2 separate regions of the Mus musculus genome follow, and region 2 is linked to region 1. Evidence: chromatin contacts called from public Hi-C data. All regions are on one chromosome and are shown on one strand. Each heading gives the region's core, a stretch centred on a gene start, on an enhancer-like site or on the middle of the called end of the contact. The rest is flanking DNA. Distances are from core to core; before and after follow the strand shown.

The links. Hi-C and Micro-C count contacts between places; a contact is called where the count stands out from the background.
Region 2: a contact with region 1 is called in a Hi-C map of uterus, with 3 times the contacts expected there. The contact joins the promoter of 4831407H17Rik here to the enhancer-like site in region 1. A contact is called at or near these places in 15 of 484 Hi-C or Micro-C datasets (Th1 cells, bone marrow, bone marrow-derived dendritic cells and 11 more) and 3 of 115 datasets of contacts at active chromatin or transcription factors (bone marrow-derived macrophages, embryonic stem cells and heart atrium).

The regions. Positions count from the first base shown.
Region 1 is chr14:30,404,404-30,408,730 of GRCm38.p6, forward strand. It overlaps a transcript of Cacna1d not described here. Among named protein-coding and RNA genes, the nearest start is that of 4831407H17Rik, 51 kb to the right of the region's middle. Within about 2 kb of position 1,273, at least 70 of the 459 cell types and tissues checked have an H3K27ac peak or open chromatin away from gene starts, as enhancers often do. A contact at or near this core is called in Th1 cells, bone marrow-derived dendritic cells, bone marrow-derived macrophages and 5 more, where this site is marked.
Region 2 is chr14:30,455,706-30,459,854 of GRCm38.p6, forward strand. 4831407H17Rik (RIKEN cDNA 4831407H17 gene) reads left to right here and starts at 2,331. Exons shown (of 4, transcript NR_131095.1): 1 at 2,331-2,411. It also overlaps a transcript of Cacna1d not described here.

The DNA of each region.
Region 1 (4,327 bases), core at 23-2,522:
CAGTGACTGCTCAAGTTCTACCCATAGAAGTAGGTACCTAGGGGAGAGACAGATCATTTATAAACCACAAAACAGTACTTTCTGATAGATATAGCACTTCACTTGAAGTGGACTTTAAGAATTGTTTCAAATGGCTTAAGTTAATCCCTAACATAGCTGAGCTTTTAGAAGGCTTCCTTATGATAAAACCACGTGTTCATGTTTTTTTTTTATCAATGCATTGTAAACATTTTATTGTCGTTAAACACTCCTAGATCATGGTCACACAATCTGTTGAAATGTTTCCAACCATTGAAACTTGTTTCACACACTTCATTCTCTTGTATTTCTCCAAATAAGTACATGATATCAAACGAATATTTTTTTTAAAAACTATTTAAATACTGCTTGTGAAGAAAAAGACCTTTCTCATGAATAATTTTTTAGTCAGATATACTTTACCTCACTAAATGGATACAGTTGATGGGAACAAGAGTCCATACTCTGGCTTAAAGCTTGGATTTGCTAGTCTAAAACTGGTTTAGAAACTTCAACTGTCCATACGCAGAGTGAGGTTATCATTACATTTCTCAGAGGTAATTTTGTAGGTGGGCTTATCTCCATAGCAAAGCTATAGTGGCTAAAGTTTTGTCTTTCACATAAGTCCTATATTTAATAATAATATTTTGTTGTTATCTAAGTTTGTTTTCATTTTGGACAATAAAGTATATGTTCATATTGATATTTTTTATTAAAATTAAATTTATTATTTGGGAAAAGCACTGTCTTGTCTTTCACTTTTCAAAAGTATCTCCAAAATAGATTTTAATATCTGCATGATATTCTAATAGATGCAGATTTTCTTTTGATAAGATTTCTTTATGTTATTTTAAATTTTTAACTTTTACTTTTATTTGTACAAGTCTGTGCATGAGCACAAATATATATGCATGTAACAGTGCCAGAGAAAGCCAAAAGGGTTCATCAAATCCTCTGGAACTGGTTGTGACCCTCCCAAGATGGGAGCTGGGAATCGAATTCACACACTCTGAAAGACCAGCAAGCGTGCTAATCACTAAGCCATCTACCTCTCCACTCCTGGTTTCTCTCATTTTAACAATGATTGCATCTTTATTTTTGCCAAGTTTTTGGTTAGCCTTTAAAGACAAAGTCATAAATGGCAACTACAGAGCCAAAAAAGGTCTGAGTGCAGTGAAGCATTGGCCTCAGGGGGCCCTTCTCAGCTCCTCCTCTGGTTCTGTTAACACTCAGTGCTCTGGGATCCTTTTCCTAAGGCCCACTTCCTCTGATAAGGTTTTCCATTTGGTCACCAATGGTTTTAGATCAGCTGCTAAGGGAGATGTGAAACATCTGGGTGAAAATGGCTTTTGAGGGAAATTTTCAATATCCAGATGGTTCTTTCCCTCTCAAAAGTTCCTCCAAAACAAGGAAGAGAAGAAACAGAAACTTCACATAAAGTCAGTAAGTAGACGGAGAAAAGATAAATGACTTATCAGAAGAGTGAAAGGTCAAACCTAAGACACACAAGGGAAGACGCCTGTGGAATGAAAGCGAAACTGTCCCCAAGAACGCCAGAAGAATCAGGAAATGTAAGTATGAGAGAGAAGAGAGGAATAGACCAGCGACAGCAGCTGAACCCCGAGATGCTTGCCAGATCAAACTGGTTCCCCTTCCCAGCAGAACAGATGGACCATTTCTGCTGAAACAGAACCAGAATTGTTCGAATCTAGATGAGAGTGGCTTAAGGCATAGAGAATAGTGTAAAAAGCAGAGCTAAGCGGAGATAAATGAAAATCTGCACATTGACTAAAATAACCTTAGCCCCTTCCACCACAGTGTGATGGGAGCCAGGCTCCTGAAACATTGGGCAGAGACTAGATAAGTCCTTCCTGAAGACGGTGAATGGTAGATGAGCAATACCCACAGATGCCAACACACGGGGATTGCTGACAGCAAACAAGTCTTGCAAACATACACACATGCACACACACACACACACACACACACACACACACACACACGTACGTGCGTGCTAATTCATTCAATTCATACTTTTGGAAGGATGCTGTTCTGGGTACATGGGACTGAAAAACAACCAAAACAGAAATCTCTCTCTTCACAGAGCTTCCATCCTAGTGAAAGAAAACAAACAATAAATACAACAAACAATAAATTATATAGTTTAGGGAGAAAGTAAAGCCAGAAAGTAGGGGAGGAGATGCCAGAAAGTGTTCACATATACATGTATGTATAAAACCATATGTGACATAAAAGTAGAAAGGCAAGTATTTGGGGGACCAGTGAGAGCAGGGAGAGGGCAAAGGAAGGTCATGAAGGTGACTAAGCAAAGTACAGTGGAGGCAGGCACATGTCGGTGGATGAACACGTCATAGGGAGACTCATTATTTGGTATGCATACCAAAAAATAGTCTTAACAGGCAGTGGTGGTGCACACCTTTAAACCCAGCACTTGGGAGGCAGAGGCAGGCAGATTTCTGAGTTCGAGGCCAGCCTGGTCTACAGAGTGAGTTCCAGGATAGCCAGGGCTACACAGAGAAACCTGTCTCAAAAAAACAAAACAAAAATAATAATAAATTGTCTGTCTTAAAGGATCTCAAAGAAATAATAAAAGATATTTTACTCTTTCAGTAGTAATTATATAAAGTTTTAAAGTAGCAATCCAAGAACAACACAAACTCTTCTGGATTAAAGATATGTGGAACTTGACACCGCTTTCTGGCCTGCTGGAATGTGAATGTTCTATACCACGTGATCCCATTGCTATGGGCCAAGATGTTCTACTCCACCTTCCCCACCATGACAGACTTAAACCTTCTGAGAGCATCCAGTGGAGAACTGTGAGAAACATCATTAAGTTACAATGGGAATAGTATTTCAGAAAACTGGCCGGGTAGCTTCCCACGAAAGAAGGAACCGATGTTGGTTTCCAGCCTAATAACGTCATAAAACAATAATTACAAAAGGAAGCTCTGTGTCTGGTGACCTCCAGCAGGCAGGAGAGAACAATGTGGCCACGTGCACTGGAGTCTTGACGGCGGGTCAGTGGGAGAGCTCCTCTGTCCTTCCTAGCTGAGTCCTCAGCGAGCCCTGAGCAGAGTAGCCAAGCCTGCTCCAACAGAGATCATGTGCAGCTCAGGAGGTGCTTCTTGCTGCACAGTGTGCCCACCAACCCATCTGACTCTACATTAAGGATGAGCCCAGATGAAGTGGTTCATCTGGAAGGCTGGAGGCTCCTCACCATCATTCCTGCAGTATTTAACAATGACCTCAGTGACTGTTGGATGGATCAGAGGTGATACAGCTATAGACCAGGGGCTATGACTATGGTGTAGCTTTAGTGGCTTGGAAGTCCCTTTACAATGTCAGATGTATTAAAAATGCCTCCATTGCACACTAAAAATACTATCTTAGTATACAAGATTGAAAGAATTTAGAAAAGTTTTACTTAAATTTTTTAGTTGGCATATAGTTGCTGGGTTTCACTATGACATTTTTCTTTGAATGTGTGTGTATGTATAATTATACACCAGATAAATAAAATTAAAAGTTATTTTTTAAATTGTAGTGTCTAAAAATAATAAAATTGCAGAATCTAAAATTTTATCTCTAATATAAAATTTTACAGAAAACTACTGAAGAGTTAATTTTCACCAAAATAGAAGTATTAACAAGAGAACAGAAGAATCAATATAAACTAACAGTGTTTCTCAGCCTGCAGTTCATGACCTCTTTGGGAGTCTCACTATCAAATAGCTGTAGAGTGGGTAATTACATCACAATTCATAGCACTAGCAAAAAGACAGTTATGACATAGCAACCAAACCGTGCTATGGCTGGGGGCAACCAGAACGTAAGGAACTATATTAAAGGGTTGCAGCAGGTTGGGAACTACTGTTCTAGAAGAAACTATACAGGGAGAGACAAAAGGGCTTCTCAGGATGATTGCAGGGGCTCCTCAGAGCATAGCATGTGGCCCTAGAGCCCCCAAAAATAGTATTATATAAATGTTTTTGTGTAATGAATACCTAGAACGATGTCCTCAGAATTGAAGGTGGTTGCTTCTTTGATAGGAAAAAGCAGTGGGGCTGATGGTTTTGTTCTTAGCATTATTTCCATCTTAAAATGTAGAGTAAGTGATTTTGCCAGTAGTAAAACTTGCTCTTAAAAAATGTTAAAACGTAATTTGGTGATATCACAGGGGAAAAACATAACAAGCCGTGAAATTAGAAGAGAAAACTATCTTGTCATAAACAGAGCACTAAACATTACATAATGCTACCATAACTCCTCAAAATGAGAGATAAAT
Region 2 (4,149 bases), core at 1,081-3,580, 52 kb after region 1:
TAGAAGAGTAGGCTCTCTACAAGCAAATGAGCGAATGATAGTTTAAGATAAACAGCCATGTGAAGTGTCTGAAGGTTAGAGAGGGAAACTAGAAATGTTAGAGAAGCTAAAGGCAAAAATAAGTTTCTCAGTCTGTGGTTAAACTCTGGCCACTTGTCAACTAGATCTACGTTTCCAAGAGCAAAGCAGTTCACGTCTTCAGGAATGTTTAACGCAATGTCTTCCTGATTGCGCCCTTCTCTGCTGGGAAGGCAATACAATATTGTCCAAAAGAAACGAGGATTAAGAAACCTGAGTCTGGGCTCTGATTTCACCACTAACTCTGTAACCCTGGAGATCTGCTACTTCCCTGCCCTTGGTATTCTAACAGAGGGAAGGACAGAGCAGGAGAGGGAGGGAGGAAACAGGAGAGAAAGAGACAGAGCGGAGAAGGAAGGAAAGAGGAGAGAGCAGGAGGAGGGAGGGAGGGAGGAAGGGAGGGAGGGAGGGAGGGAACAGCGGGCAGGGAGAGAGAAGGCAAGTGCGGTCAGTCAGATGATTAGGGACTGCACGCTGAAATCTCTTTGCAGCTCTTCCCAGCCAGCGTTTGTATCTGTGCTTGCTAACCTTGTTCATAGCAAACTCCTGTCACATCGGCTTCAGTGAGCAAAGAATAATGCCCCAAATAACCTCCTCTCCTCCTGCAATCTCTGCCCAAGAATTGGCATCCATACATCTGGAGGAGAGGAAGTTTCTATGCCAAGCTCACAGATGGGGATGCATGTTGACTCCCCAAGGACCTCAGGGAAGATGTGCAGAGCAAATGTCCCTTGGAAATCACGACATGAGCCCATAGGTCGGAGGAGCTGTGTTGTTAGAAGATGCAAATAGAAGGCTGCTACCATTCCACACAGTGTACAGTCAGCCAGTGTACATCAAGCAGAGACGAACCAATTGACTAGGAACACAACAGGGCACAAAATGAAGCCCTTGTACTCATAAGGTCTGCAGGCAAGTGGGGAAGGATTTCAATAAAACAAACATGTGTGCAAATGTGTATACATGTAGATGCATTATGTACACATATGTGTGTGTACCTGTGTATGCATCTATATGTGTGTGTGTGTGTGTGTGTGTGTGTGTGTGTGAAAACAGTTAAAGGAACAGAAAGTTGTATTGAGAATATGGAAGAAAAGTTGAAAGCAAGTTGCAATTATGAACAGTGCATGTCAGGTACAGATATAGCTCATTTGACCATGTTACCTAGCATGCCCAAAGCCCTGAGTTCAGTTTTCCTGTATCTCATAAACTAGGTATGTGATATACACCTGTAACTCTAGCACACGGGAGGTGAAGTCAGGAGGATCAGAGGTTCAAGGTCATTCTTGGGCATGTAGCAACTTAGAGACCAGTCTGGAATACATAAGACACTGACTCTAATTAATCAGTGAGAGTGGAGTTGCACTTGATTAACTAAGTCACATATAAACAAAGAACTGAACAACAGGGACAAGAGGCATGTGGAGAAGAGCACTCTAAGCAGGACAGTAAGTGCAGACTGTGAGGTGTGTCTCTGAGATGAGTGAGGAGGTCACTGGGGCTGACTCAGGTCATCAAGGCAGAGACTAGCGGGATGGGTCTGACGGCGTGAGAGCAAAGCGTTGCTCGCAGGATGGACAATGTGTGCGCTTTGGCTTTTATTCTGAGCAATGTGGTGATCTACTGAATGATTCTTAGCAAAGAACGCCATGACTTAACTTGTCTTAAAACAATCTCTAAAGCTAAGTATGTCCATAGAGGTGGTGGCAGAAACTCCCGTCAGCTGTTTATACATTACCCAATGGGCTAGGGAGACGGTTCGATGGATAAGCACGCTGGCTATGGAGACAAGAAAATCTGAATTTGAATCCCTAGCACCCACATAAAAGCTGGCACAGCCATGCCTGTAACTCTAGCACGGGGGCGGGGAGGAGGAAGGGTGGGCAGAGACCGACAGGCTGATCCTGGGAACTCACTGGCCAGCCAGAGTAGCTGAAACAGCAAGCCTTCCTTAGGTTCAGTGAGAGACTTTGTCTCAAAAAATAACCTGGTTGGCCATAGAGTAAGACACCTGAATCCTTCTCCAGCCTGTCTAAATACACACACACACACACACACACACACACACACACACACACACCTTTATATACACTACATCCACACAACACACATGAAAACAGATAGGCTTCCCTAAGCACAAAAAGCATCAAGGAACAAAATGAGGAACTAGGTTCTGAGTGCATTTTGGAAGAAGAGCCAGCAGAATGTGACATAGATGCAATGCAGGGAGTGGGGGTGTGAGGAAGTGAGGCATGGCTGCTAAGTTTCTGAGCCGAGCAACTAGAGAAGCAGCTGTGGGTGGAAGACATTGGAGGCAGGGGGTGACCCCCAAGGTCAGTTCTGGGCATGCTGACTGTGCAGTGCATGTTGGGAAACAGAGAGGAGATGAACAAAAAGTTCTGGAAGTAGAGGGAAAGTCCTTGCTAGGGGTATAAATTTAGGAGTTGATGACGTCATTTCCTGGCTAAGCTCAAGTGTAGGAGTTAATGGCAATGTACAGCATTTAAATCTACAAGCCTGGGGGTGCCTGGGGAGTGCTGGGGAAAAGAGATCCCTCAGCTGAGGGGTAAAGGCTCCCCAACATTAAGAGGATCAGAAGAGAAGGAGGAGGCATGGAAAAAACTGAGAGCTGTACCCCAAGACAGGAGGCATAGGAAAGAGAGGGTGCTCAGAAAGGCAGAAGAAGGAAGTGGGGGCTGTCCCTGATAAAGATGGGAGCTCAAGGTCGTGTGCATAGTGCTGTCATTACAGAGATGTCAGGGGTGGGCAGATGCAAGCAGGTGGCAGTGGATCGATGGCTTCGGGAGCTAGGGCTGAGCACTGGAGTAACACGCAGTGAATCTGGCATATCCTTTGGAGATTAGGAAAATATTCTGGGATTAGAAATTGCTGATGTATCCACAGATTTATGAATGAATGAATGAAAAACCTAGCTGGATGTGGTGGTTCGTCCCTATGAGCCCAACACTCAGGAGGACCATAAAGTTAAGGCTAGCCTGGGCTACAGAAAGAAACCTGTCTCAAAAAAGAAAAAGAAAAAATACTAAGTTGCACGCTTTAGAAAAGTGAGTCTCATGGGACATAAATTAGACCTCTTTTTTAATATGCAAAACAGTGAAGCCTCTGGCTTGACCATGGGATGTAGCTATGTGGATAGCAATGGCAAGAGCTGCTAGTGGTCACTAGCTTGATGAGAAGGAGGGGAGGAGAATGGTGACCTCAGAGCACAGATGTTAACATAACAGCTGGGGTGTAACAACACACGCCTGCTATGCTGAAATGTGTTCCCGGAGGCTTGCAAAAAAGGAGCTCATATCAAACTCACTATTTTGAGACTGGTAAATAAGGGGAGGAAATTATCTTGAGGTTGATAGAGAGATAGAGGAGAGCCATTGGAGAGAGAAAACTTCAGCAAAGAAAACAGTACAAGACAGCCCAGAGATGGGACAAAAGGAGACCTTTGGGAAAGGGGAATTTTCTGGACCAATGCTCTAGTGTGAGCATCAGACAGCTCCCTCAAGCACAGCCAACAGTATGATCTCCCAACAATATTATGCCAGAGAAAGGGATTTCTTAGCAGAGAAAACCTGTCACCTAGTTTGCTACATTCAAGGGATGCCAAGACTCATATGAACCTGCAGTACTTCCCGTGCCTAGGGACTCAGCCTTGAAAAGATTGCTTTCTCTGGGCCATGATTACTCTTTACCAATAACATCTCCACTTCACCTAAAATAATCTACCACAAGGGCCTTTCTGTGATCTTGAAAAACTATGTTTAGCTTTTTAAAGAGGAAATAATACTGAAATCAAAGTCCATAACCCCATTGCCCAGACACCGTTTCTCTTCTCAATAGACATAGTGTAATAAGTAGAAACCTCCCCTACCATGCAGTTTTATTCTCTATAGATAACCACAGCTCTTTATCTTTGAAGCAAAAAAAAAAAAATACACCTCTTATAAATAGTTGAATTAAAATTTATACACAAAGCCAGGATGCTCCAATTCTCTACCTTGCCCCTTACTGTTTCCTATCTTGGCAGTCCTCGCCAGCCCATTTATTTGAATGGTC